5 separate regions of the Mus musculus genome follow, and all the other regions are linked to region 4. The links are chromatin contacts, called in public HiChIP or PLAC-seq and promoter capture Hi-C maps. All regions are on one chromosome and are shown on one strand. The core of a region is the stretch at or near the end of the contact, and the rest is flanking DNA. Distances in the headings are between cores, read along the strand shown.

The links. HiChIP or PLAC-seq counts read pairs in DNA pulled down with a chosen protein or histone mark. Capture Hi-C pulls out chosen DNA fragments and counts their contacts.
Region 1: an H3K27ac HiChIP or PLAC-seq map of extraembryonic endoderm stem cells shows a contact between it and region 4. The contact joins two enhancer-like sites. A contact is called at or near these places in 3 of 115 datasets of contacts at active chromatin or transcription factors (double positive thymocytes, extraembryonic endoderm stem cells and pancreatic cancer cells) and 1 of 9 other capture datasets (adipose tissue).
Region 2: a contact with region 4 is called in a promoter capture Hi-C map of adipose tissue. The contact joins two enhancer-like sites. A contact is called at or near these places in 1 of 484 Hi-C or Micro-C datasets (embryonic stem cells) and 1 of 9 other capture datasets (adipose tissue).
Region 3: a contact with region 4 is called in an H3K4me3 HiChIP or PLAC-seq map of bone marrow-derived macrophages, with 2.0 times the contacts expected there. The contact joins two enhancer-like sites.
Region 5: a contact with region 4 is called in a FOXA1 HiChIP or PLAC-seq map of pancreatic cancer cells. The contact joins the promoter of Ralgps2 here to the enhancer-like site in region 4. A contact is called at or near these places in 1 of 39 promoter capture datasets (the HPC-7 cell line), 2 of 484 Hi-C or Micro-C datasets (embryonic stem cells and forebrain) and 1 of 115 datasets of contacts at active chromatin or transcription factors (pancreatic cancer cells).

What each region holds. Positions count from the first base shown.
Region 1 is chr1:156,343,230-156,346,041 of GRCm38.p6, reverse strand. All of the region lies in intron 20 of Axdnd1 (axonemal dynein light chain domain containing 1), which reads left to right. Among named protein-coding and RNA genes, the nearest start is that of Nphs2, 34 kb to the right of the region's middle. Within about 2 kb of position 1,466, at least 19 of the 459 cell types and tissues checked have an H3K27ac peak or open chromatin away from gene starts, as enhancers often do. A contact at or near this core is called in extraembryonic endoderm stem cells and pancreatic cancer cells, where this site is marked.
Region 2 is chr1:156,911,186-156,914,361 of GRCm38.p6, reverse strand. The region is part of intron 1 of Ralgps2 (Ral GEF with PH domain and SH3 binding motif 2); the gene reads left to right. Among named protein-coding and RNA genes, the nearest start is that of 4930439D14Rik, 26 kb to the left of the region's middle. Within about 2 kb of position 1,346, at least 18 of the 459 cell types and tissues checked have an H3K27ac peak or open chromatin away from gene starts, as enhancers often do. A contact at or near this core is called in adipose tissue, where this site is marked.
Region 3 is chr1:157,016,287-157,019,448 of GRCm38.p6, reverse strand. No RefSeq gene overlaps it. Among named protein-coding and RNA genes, the nearest start is that of Gm39685, 28 kb to the right of the region's middle. Within about 2 kb of position 1,723, at least 82 of the 459 cell types and tissues checked have an H3K27ac peak or open chromatin away from gene starts, as enhancers often do. A contact at or near this core is called in bone marrow-derived macrophages, where this site is marked.
Region 4 is chr1:156,615,745-156,618,889 of GRCm38.p6, reverse strand. All of the region lies in intron 1 of Abl2 (v-abl Abelson murine leukemia viral oncogene 2 (arg, Abelson-related gene)), which reads right to left. Among named protein-coding and RNA genes, the nearest start is that of Tor3a, 57 kb to the left of the region's middle. Within about 2 kb of position 1,764, at least 152 of the 459 cell types and tissues checked have an H3K27ac peak or open chromatin away from gene starts, as enhancers often do. A contact at or near this core is called in the HPC-7 cell line, adipose tissue, bone marrow-derived macrophages and 2 more, where this site is marked.
Region 5 is chr1:156,937,976-156,941,004 of GRCm38.p6, reverse strand. Ralgps2 (Ral GEF with PH domain and SH3 binding motif 2) reads left to right here and starts at 1,379. Exons shown (of 19, transcript NM_001159967.1): 1 at 1,379-1,516. 4930439D14Rik (a long non-coding RNA gene) reads right to left here and starts at 2,211. Exons shown (of 2, transcript XR_003948625.1): 1 at 1,947-2,211; 2 at 810-1,878.

The DNA of each region.
Region 1 (2,812 bases), core at 217-2,716, 270 kb after region 4:
TTCTTTTCAGTATTTATATATGCCTGTCTCTGCGTGCCCATCCAAGTGGGTATCCTCCAAGGCCTGAAGAATGTGCTGCATCCCTTGGGTCTGGAGTTACTGACAGCTGTGAGCTGAGTGACTTGGATACAGGGGATGGAGCTCAGGTCCTCTACAGGAGCTGAATCAGGCCCCTCGACCAGTGTGCTACTGGCCTCGCCCCAGCTGTCGCACTCATTTGTCATCAGTGTGCTTTGAGAGGAGGAAACATTTTGGCTCATAATTTCACTCAGTGTTCAGCTGGCTCCATTGAACTGTACTGAGGCAGGGCATCATGGCAGAGGGGATGTGGTAGACAAGAGATGTTCACCTCATGGCAACTGGGAAGCAGAAAGAGGCAGACAAGAAGGGGCTTGCTATGGTTTGTCTATGCTCAGCCCAGGGAGTGGCACTATTAGAAGGTGTGGCCCTGTTGGAGTAGGTGTGTCACTGTGGGTGTGGGCTTTAAGACTCTCATCCTAGCTGTCTGGAAGTCAGTAATCTACTAGCAGCCTTCAGATGAAGATGTAGAACTCCCAGCTCCTCCTGCACCATGTCTGCCATACTCCCACCTTGATGATAATGGACGGAACCTCTGAACCTGTAAGCCAGCTCCCCAAGATGTTGTCCTTTTATAAGACTTGCCATGGTCATGGTGTCTGTTCACAGAAGTAAAACCCTGACTAAGACAGGCTAGGGACTGGACTTGTTCTTTGAAGACAGAACCCCCACATTCTCCAACCACATCCTACCTTCTATTAATCTATTCCTCACAGACTTCTCAGTGGATTAACCCATCCATGAAGTTGGTACCCTCATTATAGACCTTTCAATGGCACCACCAGGCAAAGAGCAACACAAATATATATATATATATATTCCATTTTTCTCTTGGTGGACACCTAAGTTGTTTCCAACCTTGATAATTATAGGCAAAGCTTCAGTGTACTTTAATGCCCTAATCTTTGGACAGACATCTCTTGGAATGGGATATATATATATTTCCAAGATGACTGAACCATTTTTATACTCCTGTTGTTAGGGTCTGTGATTCGCTGAAGAAAGACCCCAGACTTCATTAGTATGCAAAAGCAAAGAGTGTTTATTCAGTTGAATTTTCTACATGCAGGGGTTTCCCCATTCAGGAATGGAGACCCATGGTGGACTCACAGGCCCAACTTGTCAGATGTTGTCAGCTAGGGGAATTCCAGGGAGGGACGTGTACTCCTTTACCTTGATTGCTTAGCTCTATCTCTAGGGTCTGATTGATTCTATAATTGGTTAGGCTCTGGAGACTTCCCAGGGGGTCGCTTACTCACTCTAGCTATCTATTCCTACTTCAGGCCAGATGACAGGGTGTCCTCGGATTGACTGCCTGCAGCTGTGGCTGGCTGACCACAGGTTCCTGGATCCAGGTTCTCATTTCTAGGAAACAGAAACTTAGGCCTAAGTCTCCCAAACTGTCAGTGTGCAGCCCTGTCATGGAGTCAGCCTGGCTCTGGCTGACTCAGTCCTCTATCAGCAGTAAACAATAATCCTTTGTTTCACATCCTCACCGATAGTTGATATAGCCCATATTTTAAATTGTGGACATTCCAATAGGTGGGTAGTAATAAGTTATCAGAGTTGTTATTTGCATTTCCTTAATGACTGATGGTGTTGAATTTCTTCTCTTGTGCTTATTCTTTATACTTATGTCGTCTTTGGTGAAAGTCTGCTTAAATCATTGGCACATTAGTGTTGGCTTGTTTCCTTATTAAGTACTGGGAACTATTTGGGTTGGATAATGAGTCTTAGATCCTATGTATTATTTAAAAATGTTTGCTCCAGCTTGTGATGTTTCTTGTCTTACTAGGACTTTGACGGCTGGGGGGTGGGGTGGGGGGTGGGAGGGGGGTTGGGGTGGGAGGGGGTGGGGGGGTGGCTCAGCAGGTTAAGCACTTGCTTGCCCATGCCTGAGAACTGGTATTCAGATCTCCAGAAGCCATGTAGATATCAGGTATGCATGGCAGCCTGTCAGTAATCCCAGAGCTGAGAAGGCAGAGACAGCGGGCCCACAGGTGAAGCTGGTTATTAGACCAGTGCAATCAGTCAGGTCGAGACTCTTCCTCGGTGGGTAAAAGTGGGAGAGTGAACAGGGACACCACCAGATGTCAACCTCGGGATGCCACACATTCACATTCACACATAACCCACACAAACACGTGTCCACACACGTGAGAAAGCATGGTCAGACATGTGTGTCATACATACATATCGTGTCACACATACGTATACATACAAAAATGCCCCCCCCCCAAGGGTACCTTGAGAGATAAGAGGTTCTTAGCTTGGATGGTGATCTAGCCTTTGTTTTATGAATCTTGCTTTTTGTGTTACTTTAAAGGAAAAGTTCTGCCTTACAGCATCAAAAAGATTTTTCTCTCATGTTGTCTTCTAGATGTTAAATAGTTTTAGGCTCTACTCTCAGGTTTATTATCCACTTTGAGTTAAAAAAAATTTTTAAAGAAATCTGTGTTTCCAGGTATGATTCCTATTTGGCATCTATGTTATCTGAGTATTGTGGTGCCCTCTGTTAAAAAGGCTGTCATTTATCAAGAGGCTTTGTCATCTTTGCTGAAACATCTATTGAACATGTATGTGTTGGTCTGAGCCTTTTCCAGGTAGATCTATTGGTCAACATGATCACCATTACCAATCTTCATGATTTTTATCATAAATTTTATAATCTCATAGTGGAAACCCTCAAAATTTGTTTTTAAAGGTTATACCAGAACTTTTGTTATACCATATG
Region 2 (3,176 bases), core at 97-2,596, 300 kb before region 4:
CACAAGTTCCTTGAGCTGGAGTTCTGTTGTAGATGTATCCAATGGGACTGGGCACAACCTCTGCATTTTGATTGGTTGTCGTATTCTGTAATGGTCTCCATTTGTTACAAAGAGAAGTTTCCTTGATGCAAGATGAGGACTAAACCTCTCTGTAGGTATAAGGACAGATTGGTTATCTAATACGAAATGGTCAGCCCTGAAAACATACATGCAAGTTATATTAAACAGACTGAACAGGTTGCATTTATGTATAGTATACATATATCTATATAGTAAAAATAATGTAGAAAGAGGCCATCAGTTTGGAGGAGAGTAAGGAGGGTGTGGAGGGGTAAGGAGAGGAAAGGGAGGTGTGCATTTATATTTTCACAAAATAAATAATTAAAAAAATAGACTCCCTCAGAGGTTGATTGGGTATACTAAGGATAAATTGCATGGCCTCCTGGTAGAAAGTACCCCATAAATGCTAGCCTCATTGTTGTACATTATATTGTTGTAGCCAATGTATAAAATGTATGACCAGACTTTGTATGAAAACAGTTGCTTAGCCTTTCCTTATAAAAGCAGAATATTGTTCACAAAAAGGCTAGTAATAGGAGTTAATTATGAACGTCTAAAACCTTTTGGCAAAGCTCCAAAAATATTAGTAGTCTTAATCATGGTTAAAATAATTATTTCTTCTCTGAAGTTTTCTTCCAGTTGGTGTAAACTTAAACAGGAAATAGTTTTTCATGTGTTTTTACTCTCTGAAGTATTTTGTGGTGCACCAATCCCTTGAAAATGTTTTTTTGTGGTCCCCCACCCCTACCCCTGCCCCAGCTGAGAACAAAACTCAAGGCAAGAGCTCTACCACTGCGCTCTTGCCAGTGACCCCCAACCCCGTTCTCTCTCTTCAAAAATGTTTGTTTGTAGTTGTGTGTGCATGTGTGTGTGTAGTGGGGAGTGGTATGTGTGTGTGAGTGCAGATGATGGACCGTGGCAGCTGTAGGTGGAGGTATGGGCGCTGTTCATGGAGGGTGCTGGGCACCAGTCCTCTCTGCAAGAGCAGCGTGGGCTCCTAACTGCTGAGCCAGCTCCTTAGCTGGGCTAGGTTTCTAAGTTGATGGCTGTTTTCTCTGGGTACTTTGAAGCCCTTACTTTCTGATTGCCGGTGATGAGAAATCTTCAGGGTTTTATTGTTGTTAGAAGTATTTTGCCTTTTAAATCACTTTTAAAAGAATTACTTGTTGGTTTAAAGTAGTACACGAAGAATGCAGTTCTTTTTGTTTGTCCTGCTTAAGGGTGGCCCAGAGTATGAGTCCCTCCCATCTTCTGAGTTCTGGAAACTTCAGCCTGGGTCTTGAGCACTTGCCTTGTTTCATCATCTCTTTTGGATCTGCTCTCAGGGCGTGTAGGGTTTACCCTGATTTTTACTTCTTACATGGTGTCTCCATCTGGACAGTGCTTTGTGTGTTGTTTTCCTGTTTGTTTACCATGAATTCCCTCTTGAGTAGAGTTTGCTATGGTGCTTCTGTAGTGAATATTAATTTTGTTTTAAACTCTATTTCTCTTTATGCCTTCCTTCGTTGAAAGCCACTGATTTTAGTCCGTTCTGCTCTGTAGGGTCTATCTGGTAGTTTTGGTGAGAGGTGAGCAGTCACTGTTGCTCCCTGCGGTTTACAGTAGGTTGTGTGCTCACAGAGTTGCCGATGCTCCTGTGTCGGGTCTGCCAGTGAGGCTTTGTTTGACTGGTATATAGTATGGAGTCCATGCTCAGATTTGTTTCCACTGTCTGTTGAAGAACTACAGTTGTTGTGAACTTTATTTTTAAGGCAGTGTCTTACCATGTAGTCTTGCTGGCCTAGAGCTCTCTATGTAGACCAGGGTGACCTCAAAGTCACAGATATGCCTGGCCATGTGAACATATTTTAATGTGGATTTCTTATGTTGAGGGTCTTGGGCCATGATGGTAATGTATATGCCTGGAATAGATTCTGTCTTCTGACCTCACATTAAGCCCAGGCCAACACAGTTAAGTTTATAGATCTTCCTGGCCAAGACACATTTTCCTCCCCAGCATCTTGCCACCGATGGGCCAGGCTCTGACCTCCCTAGCTCTGCTTCAGATGAGATGGGTGGGGTGGGGCTGGAAGGTGAGGGTGTAGAAGGTGAGGGTGTAGAAGGTGAGGGTGAGGGTGTAGAAGGTGAGGGTGTAGAAGGTGAGGGTGTAGAAGGTGAGGGTGTAGAAGGTGAGGGTGTAGAAGGTGAGGGTGTAGAAGGTGAGGGTGTAGAAGGTGAGGGTGTAGAAGGTGAGGGTGAGGGTGTAGAAGGTGAGGGTGTAGAAGGTGAGGGTGTAGAAGGTGAGGGTGAGGCCTTGGTTCTGTTTTTATTTTTTAGCGGTCTTGTCTTTTCTCTTCAGCTGGGAATTAAAATTCAGACTCTTTCTACGTTTCTCATGAAGCACAGCATGCTTTTAGATTATTTTGTCAACTATGTTACTAGAAATGGTCAAATGACCGAATCTTAACCTGTCGCTTTGTGGGCTTGTATGTAATATTTAAATACCATTTCCAATGTTTTTACCGCTTGTCTGGCTTTATAATCCTGCCCTGTGCATGGTTGCTTTGTTCAGGCATCCACTCATTCTTTCAACAGGTATGTAGTAAGTAGATGATTAGATGAAATATATTATATGTGTATGAATGCAAAGAGGAAGGATAATGCTTTAATTTTCTTTTAAAAATGTTATTCTTTAACATCAAGGAGCTAAAAGAAGATAAAATAAACAGTGTGAAAATGCCACTTTGTGGGAGATGTTAGGCAAGGAACCTTTTGTAACCCAGATATTTAGCAGAACCCATTCTTTTGAAATTTCTATCATAATAAATTGAACTTTTGTGATCTATAAATAGCATGGATAATCATGTAGTCCTGTACCCAAAGTGGTCCAATTCATAGATACTCAACATTTCAGTTGGCTACTGAATAGTATACATTTATTATTAAATACATGCAGCAGAGTGAGGCTGACAGTTACTGGTGTTGAAGAATAAAAGCCAACAGTACAAACTGAAAGTTTTCTCTATAAACTTCAAACTAGAATAAACTGTGTAACTGCAGCTGGAGTGAAGATGGAGAGGCAACAGAAACTGAAACCTTGTTGTTAGATTGAAGCCTAGAGGCTTCCCTAGTCAGAG
Region 3 (3,162 bases), core at 474-2,973, 400 kb before region 4:
CTTGACTTTGATGTTGGCAGGATCTTCACTGCTTTATCATCCTTAGGGTCCCTGCCTCTTACCCTGACAGGAGCTCAGCACACTCTCACTAGGATAGCCAACCCTGCCTCTCTGATTAACTGCAATTGGGAACTTTCCTTTTCCATGATGGTGCCTAAGTGGCCTATTGTTTCCCAGAGTTAAGGAGACAGTCAGTTTATAGCGCTTCCTATTAGTCTAATCAACAATTGTGGCTGGGGACATAGCTTGGGACAGGAAATTTGCCTAACACGTCCTGGATTTGATCCTCAGCACGGTAAGAAAACAGGTATGTGCTGGGTTTAATGTATGGTTCCTAAGAAGTTACTGGGGACCCCCTGGACCCATCCTACTTTACCAAGTTTCCTGGCATGGCTTATTGTCCCACACCTGGGGGGCATTTTCAGACAAGACTCCATTTAAAAGACCTTGGACTAATGAATGGTTTAATATGTTGACATGACAAGCTCAAAATCTGAATGGAAGCTGGGGATGTAGCTGAACTGTGGAATGCTGGGATAATTACATCACAGGAATGCTTTTGAGGGCATATCCTGCCTTGGCCCCTTCCCACTTCCTGGTTGTCATACGATAAGCAGCCTTCACAATAGACTCCTGCCTCCATGGTATTCTGCCTAAACTTAGGCCCAAAGCAACAGACGCAGCCAATCATGGGTGAACATCTCTAAAACCAGAACCAAAATACAATTTTCCTTATTTAAACTGTCTCAGGTGTTTGTTACTGTGATGAAAAGGTCTGAAGTTATCTCCCTCCTTTGAAATACAGATCTGACTGGTTGGTACCACTTTTTAAGCAATGTAGACAACCACTTCTGCCATAATTAATAGTGGTGCTATCCTGTTACTTTATTTTTAAAATTATTTTATGTGTACATGTATTTTTATGTACCATGTGTGTACCTGGTGTACCTGGTGCCCACAGAAGCCAGAAGAGGGCATTGAATCCCTGAAAATGAAGTTAGAGATGGTCGTAAGCCACTGTATGAGTTCTGGGAATCCAACCTGGGTCCTCTGGAAGAGGAATAAATGCCTAAACTGCTGAGCCATTTCTCCAGGCCCTCTTAATATACCTCTACTTCTACCTCTACCTCTACCTATGACAGTATTTGTGCCAGGCCTGGTGATGTGGGCTTGCAGTCCCAGCTACTTTCCAGGCTGAGATATGAGGCTCATAACGGCAAAGTCAAACTGGGCAGCTTGGTGAGATAACAAAGCCCTAGGTTTCCATCCCCAGTACCAAAAACAAAGAAGGAAATGGGAGCATAAAAGGGATGTGTATTAAGTTAATTATTTTCAAAAACAAGCATTTCAACTCAATCAGCAATATTTAGATGGTCAATATCAGAGCTATAACATGCTTTCTATTGTTCCGGTGGTACTTGTATGGCTAATTGACCCCGGCAGTTACTTTCACACAGACTAATTGATCTGATCATCCCGGCAGCTAAAGCATCTTGACTGGTGGATTTGGGGGTGAAAACTGAGCAGGAGTCCCTGGCTCCCCCTCCTCACTCCTTTGGAAGCAGCGACTGATTTGGAGGCCACATGTTCTGTTTCTCCTTTAGTTCTTTATAGAAGCCTGTGCTGCCCAGGTGTTACCCTTGATGGTATGGGAAAGGCTCTCTAATTCTGGGGTAAGGCCCAGGAAACTCGTTTGCCTACAGCCACAAGCCACAGATGTGGTTCTGCTTTCTTCCGCCTCAGCACTTCGTTTGTTTCTCGGTTGATTCAGGAACCATCAGGCAAAGAGGAATCTGTTTCTGGACCTCTTAACCTCACTATGAGGCAAGGGAGGTGTGGCTCAGAACTCAACCTTCCAAGGACTTTACTGAAATGATTCTGCGGATTAGTGGGAAAGCCGTCAATCTCTACCCCGGACGCATTCATATTAAAAGTGTTAATGTCCCACTCTGTGGCAATGTCATGTGTCAATAAAGCTCCAGTTTGGGGTGGCCCAGCTCCAAAAGTACTTTCTAAGGGGGAAACAAAACTCCTGGCTTTTCTTCAGAGTCCTCCACCATACACACCAGCAGCCCTGCTCCGGGCTGGGTGGGGGGCCTTTGATCTAGACGGGGGGTCCTCTTCCAGGCCCTTTTGAGTTTCATAACTGAACATTACACCTCCCACACGCTCACCTGGGTTTCAAAGCAAACACTTCTGTCTGCAAACATCTAATCTGAGAGTTCAGACCCTTACCAGAGGGGGAGAAACCCCTATGAACTGTTTTTTCTTTCTGCATCTCTGAAAAGTCCAGTTGAGACTATCTTCATCAGGGAGGACACAATATTTGCTGTAGGAATGTTTATGGGAGTTACTGAGATAAAAGAGACAAGTGAATGTTCCTGATACATATGTTTGAAACCGTCATTGAGGACACTCTCTAATCATCTTCTAGAACCTTCTGTCTGATGGCCTCCACGAGAGGGACTGGAAAGTTTCATCTCCTGTGGGGAAGTGACTTCCTCCTTCCTGTAGGATGAGCGAATTCAACTTTTCTTTGTCTTGGCTGTCAAGCCTGATCCGTCAAGCCTAATTACCTCTGTCTCAGCCAGACTCCCACTGCTGCGATCAAACGTCATGACCCAGGCAACTTGTGGAAGGAAGGGTTTGTTTCCTCTTACACTTCTGCATCACAGCCCAGCATGAAAGGAAGTCAGGCTAGGAACCACGCAGGAACTTGGAGGCAGGAATTGAAGCAGAAGCCGTAGAAGATCACCCCCTGCCTGGGAGTGACACCAACTGCTGTGGACTGAGCCCTCCAGCATCAATCTCCGATCAGTAAAAATGCTCACAGGCTTATGCACAGATCAATCTAGCGGGCATTTTTCTCCATTGGGATTCCCTCTTCCCAAATGTCTAGTTTGTATCAATTTAACAAAACAGCTAACCAGGTCATATACTAATTTTTATTGGTTTAGATTTTTCTCTTTCCTGTTCTTCTTCCTTCCCCTTTTATTGATTTTTGACATGCGCATGTCCTTCTAAGATGAGTTTGAAAGCCTTGTGAAGTGATTCTATAGTCCCTTGAGGTCAGAGAGGGGACTACAGGAAGAAAGAGGGATGCTCCTCGGGAGGATAACAGAATTTCTGTCTCTTGACTGAGGTAGTGGTGACCTGGATGGG
Region 4 (3,145 bases), core at 515-3,014:
CTCACAGAGGTCCACTTCCCTCTCTCCTTTCCCCACTGCTGGAGCTGAGGTGTGCACCATCACACAGCAGTTTGTTTTGTTGTTTAAGATTTTTAAAACTTAATTTATGTATGGGTGCCCGTGAAGGGAGAGGGCGTCAGGTCCGCTGGAGCTGGGGTTACAGGTGACTGTATCTGCATTTCTGCACTCACGTATGGGTGCCCATGGAGGAAGGAGGGCAGCAGATGCACTGGAGCTAGAGACACAGTGAGGCCACCTGGTACTAGGATCTGAGCTTCAGTCCTTGGCTAGAGTAGGGAGTATTCACAACCAATGAGGCCTCTCTCCAGCCCTGGTCAACCTTCTCCCTTACCCTTGCTTTCCTGCCCACCACTACCCTCCCCACTACTGCTTAAACAGGGCAGGCACACACCCTGACTTTTTTTTTTCCACTTGCCTTTTCTTCTGGCTAAAATAGTTGTCTCAAAGATATTTCACTCACTGTCTCAAACCGCCCCCCCAAATTTTTTTTCACTCAAATGTAAACCTTTGAGGACATTTTCTGATGATCCTATTCAAAAGTGCATATACTCCTACATGCATGTATAGTACCTAAGTCTCTTGGGTGCAATGTTTTGAGGCCAGGAAGTTTCTTATTTGTTCATTGACAAATAAGTACAGACACACAGAACAACAACAGCTGCTGCCCCCCCCCCCCAAGAGCTTATTTACAAGAGGCTTTTTTAAAAAGATAACAAAAACCAAAACCAACCAACCAACCAAAGTCCCCGGCATGTGGCACATGGCTGTAACACGGGCACTCCAGAGGCTAAGGGAGGAGGATGTTAAGTCCCACATCACATAAGCACAACATAGCAAGACCCCATCTCCAAACAAACTACCCAGCACACAACAAAAGGTTTGCTGAAGGATAATGTGTGGCTTGCAAACTCACAGCAGGCACTATTAGAGATGAGCAGCAAGCCCCCTGGGGCCACACATAGCTCGGTTTACACTGCATGTCTCTTTAAATGTGATGAACCAAAGTTCCGCACTGACAACTGTCAATATACAGGGAGATATCTAGACATGGTCCATCTGCTCTAGGGAGGGACTTCAGGTCCAAAAGAGGGCTACCAAAGTCAAGGTGTCAAAACGTACAAAGAACGGAGTCCACAGGACAATCCTGTGTAAAATTTAAAGCTATGGGAAGAGTTGGGTATTCTTGTCCCAGGAGAGTTAGGTAATATATTTACTATATAATCAACACATACACAAAAAACTCTTCTTCAAAATTTAATAAATGTAATAAAAGCCAACCACTGGTACATACCCCTGAGATGAAGTGAAAAACACAAGATAAATGCAGTACCTAAGAGACAAGGCCCAGAACCCAAGCCCAGGAGACTGTCTTTCCGTTCCCTGGCCTGGCCGCCCCTCCTGTCTCTGACTCTTACAGAGCTTCCTTCTTTCCCTCCTTCCTTCCTCCTTCTTCCCACTCCTTTGTTCTTGTACAACAAGTTCCTGTCCAATCTGTCTGCACAGGATATCCACAGAAAACATTGCCGGTCCTACCCTCTAGCACCAAACAAAAGGAAAATATCATCAAGTAAAAATGCCCAAATTCCCGCTGAGGCCAAGACTAAGCACGGAGCTAATGAATGATCTTAGCTGGAAGGCTGCGGAGGGATGAGTAAAAGAAACAAGAAGAGGCAGACTAAGAGCACGGCAAAAGCAAAGGAAGCCCTGGAGCCTCAGTGAGCAGGGTCCATGGTATGTTCGCCACTAGTTAAGACAGGCAAGCCCTATGAGTCAGACGTACCGCGCCCAATTCAGTGTCAGTGTGGGCTAGAACTTCTTAACAATGCAAGTTAACTAAATCTTTTAATTGACCCACTGCAATAGCAGTAGATCGTGAGGATGTGGAAAGAAGGCAGCAGAGGACCCCAAACTCTACTGAACTGTGTAAAAGACTTAAGGAACAGAAATATTTTGAGAACCATAAAGAAGTAATTTGTTATCTTTTCTACTGAATCATTTGTAGGACAAATACACACACACACACTCACACACACAAAACAGCAACATACTTAAAACCTATAATAATAAAACTGAAACACAAATTCAAATTTGGATATTTAATGCTTAGCTTATAAAGCACATTTTCAATATTTAAATTGTTACTTTTTTTTTAATCATTCTCATTATAGATTGTCAGGCAGTAATCATTGCCTCAAAGTGTTTTCATTATTTTATATTACTTAACATTATTCTACTTTGTATATGCTCTAAGAGGCTAGGAATTTTTAATAACTCTTCTAAAAACTATTTTAGTTGGGAATATATTTGGTAATTTTCAATTTAGCTTAAGTTTTTCAATCAAGATGTGCCATTTAACATCATTTTACATATTATCCATGTTCTTCCATTCATTACACATTTATTAAAGGTCTAGTATGTTGGGTGTGCTGGTACACACATTTACTCTCAGTTCTCATGAGGCAAAAACAGGCTAGCTACTCTCTCTGAGTTTGAAGCCAGCCTGGTCTATACAGCAAATTCTAGGCTAGCCAGTCAGACAGTGAGATTCAATCTCAAATAAAACAAGACAGTGCTGTGGCACACACCTTAACTCCTGGTGCTGGCTGGCAGACGCAGACAGATCTCTGAGTTCCAGACCAACGGAGGTTACATTTTGAGACCCTGCCCCCCTCCCCATAAAACTGAAAAGATAAACAAGCACACAAACAAGCCATGTAATCCTCACTGAGCCCAGTGGAGACTACAGGAGCAGATAACCCACATTTCATTACTGTGTTGTCTACCCCCACCCCAGCCTCATCTCAACACACCTGTCACGTGGGCCACAGCGAACTCCGAGACATCCCTGCCCAGGCAGGGAAGCAAGGTGTCCTGGTCTCTACAGTAACTGGTTGATGGCAGCTGAACAGGTCCCAGGACCATGCCTTTGGCCGAGCAGCATGAAAAGTTAAACTGTTCTGAATAGAAGAGCCTTAAAATTCCACTCTGGCCAGCAAGCCATACACGTGGGACATTACTCACACAGTCAGGGGCCAGAAGGAACAAAGTGCAAGTTCAACCCACAGGGGCGGAGTCCTGAGTAAGGGTGGAGCCACTCCAAAACCTCAGGGATCCGGTGGGGGTG
Region 5 (3,029 bases), core at 130-2,629, 320 kb before region 4:
TAATCTCTTACTAACTTGGGGAAAGAAAGATCAATCATTTACTCAGTGACTCAAAGGGTTCCCCCTCCCAACTGTTACTTCAGTTTGTCTGTTGTTTCTTTGGGACTTGAAGCAAACAGCATCGAAGTGAAAACTGCATCTAAGTAATTCTCCTGGAGCCTTTTGGTCACTAGTGTTCCTTAGCCCCGCCCCCTTTTCATTAGTCTACGCTCAGTTGAAGATTTCTGACAGGCTTTTCTTCTTTTTGGTTTCTGTGCATCTATTGGAGAGACTTCCAACTTAAAACGGAATAAAAAACCAGCACTGGGCTTTATCGCTTTTCCTTGCTTCGTTTTTATCTTCCACCTACTTTTGCATGGGCATGTTTTAACCAAGGGGATGAAGGAGCGTTCTTCTACCTTCTCCACAGAAGGGAACAGTGGTCAAAAGGGACAGTGTTTAACTTTCTTCTGCATAAAAGAATCCACTGTTTTGATTAGTTATTATAGGGAAAAAGGAAATCAAAACGAATTTGGTCCCTTCACAATCTACACTCAGTGCTGCTATAGAACTGTCCCTCCACCCTCCACTGCACATTGCCTAGAAAAGGATCGCATCTATTCCCGAATGACCTAATGATTACACCAAGGTGGCTCACTGAAAACCTTCCACTAAGTCACACTGCATCAAATGGTGCTAAGTTTAAGTAGGCCACCTAGGTGCACCCCAAGAAACAACACCCTTCTATTCCCTTTCATTCACAGGAAAAATTTCACCTTTTAGAATCACGTTCCCGCAATGGCGTGAAAATACAGTCCACCTGAAACTCATCAATCCGGGACTAGGGGATCCCAAATATTGTTATTTGCTCCTTAAACCACCGGCAGCCACCCTGCTTAACACCTAGAGGCCGACCCAACACTTCCGGCATGATGATGTGCTAGAGTGCAGACTCCATCATTTAAGATCCCACGGCTGTGGGGTGACTCTTCACATTTGCAGTCCCCCTCCACTTGTCCGCCACGACTCCTAAGGACGCCGCCCTCACGGGCTGGGTATTTGATCTGGGGGCCAAGCGTTTCCAGACTTTTGTCCTCTGGCCCGAGCGGGGAGCAACGCCCGCGTCCCAGGCGCCAACGAGACCCGTGCGGGGAGCAGCCGCGGGGCCCCACCTGTCCGTCCTGAACCCTGCGGCTCGTCCTTGCGGCCGGTGCTGCGCCTGCGGCTGGGGCACGCGCCTCGGACACCGGTACGGGGCGGCAGTTGGCCTCGGGGGGCATAGCCCGGCGCCCGCAGACTGCGCCGAGACCCCGGCGACCCGGCGTTCCCGGCCGCGCGAGCGCGCTCGGTTGGTGCGCGCGCCGCTCCGCCCCGCCCGCCCGGCGCGCGCCCCCTGCGCGGCCGGGGTGGATCCAGCGCACTCCCCTCCCCCGAGCGCCGGCGGCAGGCGCTGAATGAGAGACGCCGACTGCTCGGTTGGGCGAGCGATTGCCTCGGAGCCGCGGGCGAAGCGGAGGCGACGGCCGCGGCTGCACAGGTCGGCGTGGCGTGCGGGCGTGTGGGGAGGCGCGGGCAATGGCGGCGGCGGCCGCGGTGCGCGGCGCGGGAGGGCGGGCTGCGGGTCGCTCGCGGTCCCGCGGTGGCGGAGGCCCCGGCGTCGCCTCAGCCTCTCAGGTGAGCCGGGGCCGGGCCCCGCCGCGCCAGCCACACCCCCTCTCGGCCGGGGCGCCTGCACCCCCGTCACCGAGCCGAGGCGGGTGACCTGTTGCGGGGCCGAACCGCCCGCGGAGCGCGGGGTGAGCGGCGCCGCGGCGGCGGAGGCCGCGTGCGGACACGGAGGGGGGTCCCGCACCGCCGCGCTAGCTGCCCGCAGCGCCTGGGATTCCTTTGCTGTGTGGGCTTAGGCGGGCTCGTAAACACCGGGCTCGGGGAGGCGATGGGGAGCTGACCTGGAAGGGAGCCCGGACCTGTGCGCTGCCGCCGCGGCTCCCCGCCCCCCTCGAAGCGCTTTTCCTGCCGCCGTGTGCGGTGTAGACGCAGGCGGGTTTCAGGGTGCGTGGGCGTGTTTGGGAAGAAGCTGCGAGCTGATAGGAGGTACCTTAGTGCGAATGTTAATTTGTTTGAGCTGGGAGGGGTGAGGGAGGAGGAAGAAAGGGGCCTGTTGGTGGCCGTGGAGGAGGGGCGTTTGCAACCCCAAATCCCTCTGCAGAAAGCGCTCTCCACCGAAAGCATCCAGCGTCTTTTGTTTAAGATCGGAGGATGAAAGCACGGGCGGCAGTTAATTGAGCCTTTCCTCGTAGGTGCTCTGCATCCCCTCCCCACCCCCACACCCCGTCTTAGTACGCTGAAGTAGCTATAGAGCTTTGTTTCGGTGTTGGTGTTTGTTTATGAGTTGACTTTGGCGTTGTTTATGTAATGTTTACCATCCGGTGTACTCGAGGTCGTGTGTCTTTGAAGATGACCATTCGAATTTTGTGGAACTTTTCATTCCTTGCATGAGAGAGTACCGCAGTGCCACAGTTCGTTAACTTGCAAACTGTAAAAGCCTGTCCCACCCAGATATGATTGTTCGGGCTGTAGCATCATAAATGTAGTAAGTGTAATACTGTTACTGCAGGAGTGGGATTTGTAACCAAACAGTATTATTTTAATAATAATAACCTCTACTGAATGTGTGTAGTCATGAAGCTTCAAAAATGTGGAAAATTGCTTGTCTTAGCCACATGTATATATTAAATGTGTCTATTAGAGTTCCCATGAATGGTTTAAGTATAGTTATTTGAGCTTAAATTCTGGCATAGTAATTTTAAAATAGTAAAACCCAGTCCATTCTATCTCACCATGCATTGATTTCAGGAATTTGACTTTTTCTGCAAATACTGTTCTCTATCTTTTATTCACCAGATTGCAGCAGAAGTTGAAAGATCTGCTTGTGTGTCAAGATCCTAGTATACTTTTTGATATTACAGTATCAGGGAGGATACACCCAAAAATTCTGAGAGAAAATAAAATTTAAAAGATAGCTATGAACCAGACATGTGTGAGTAATG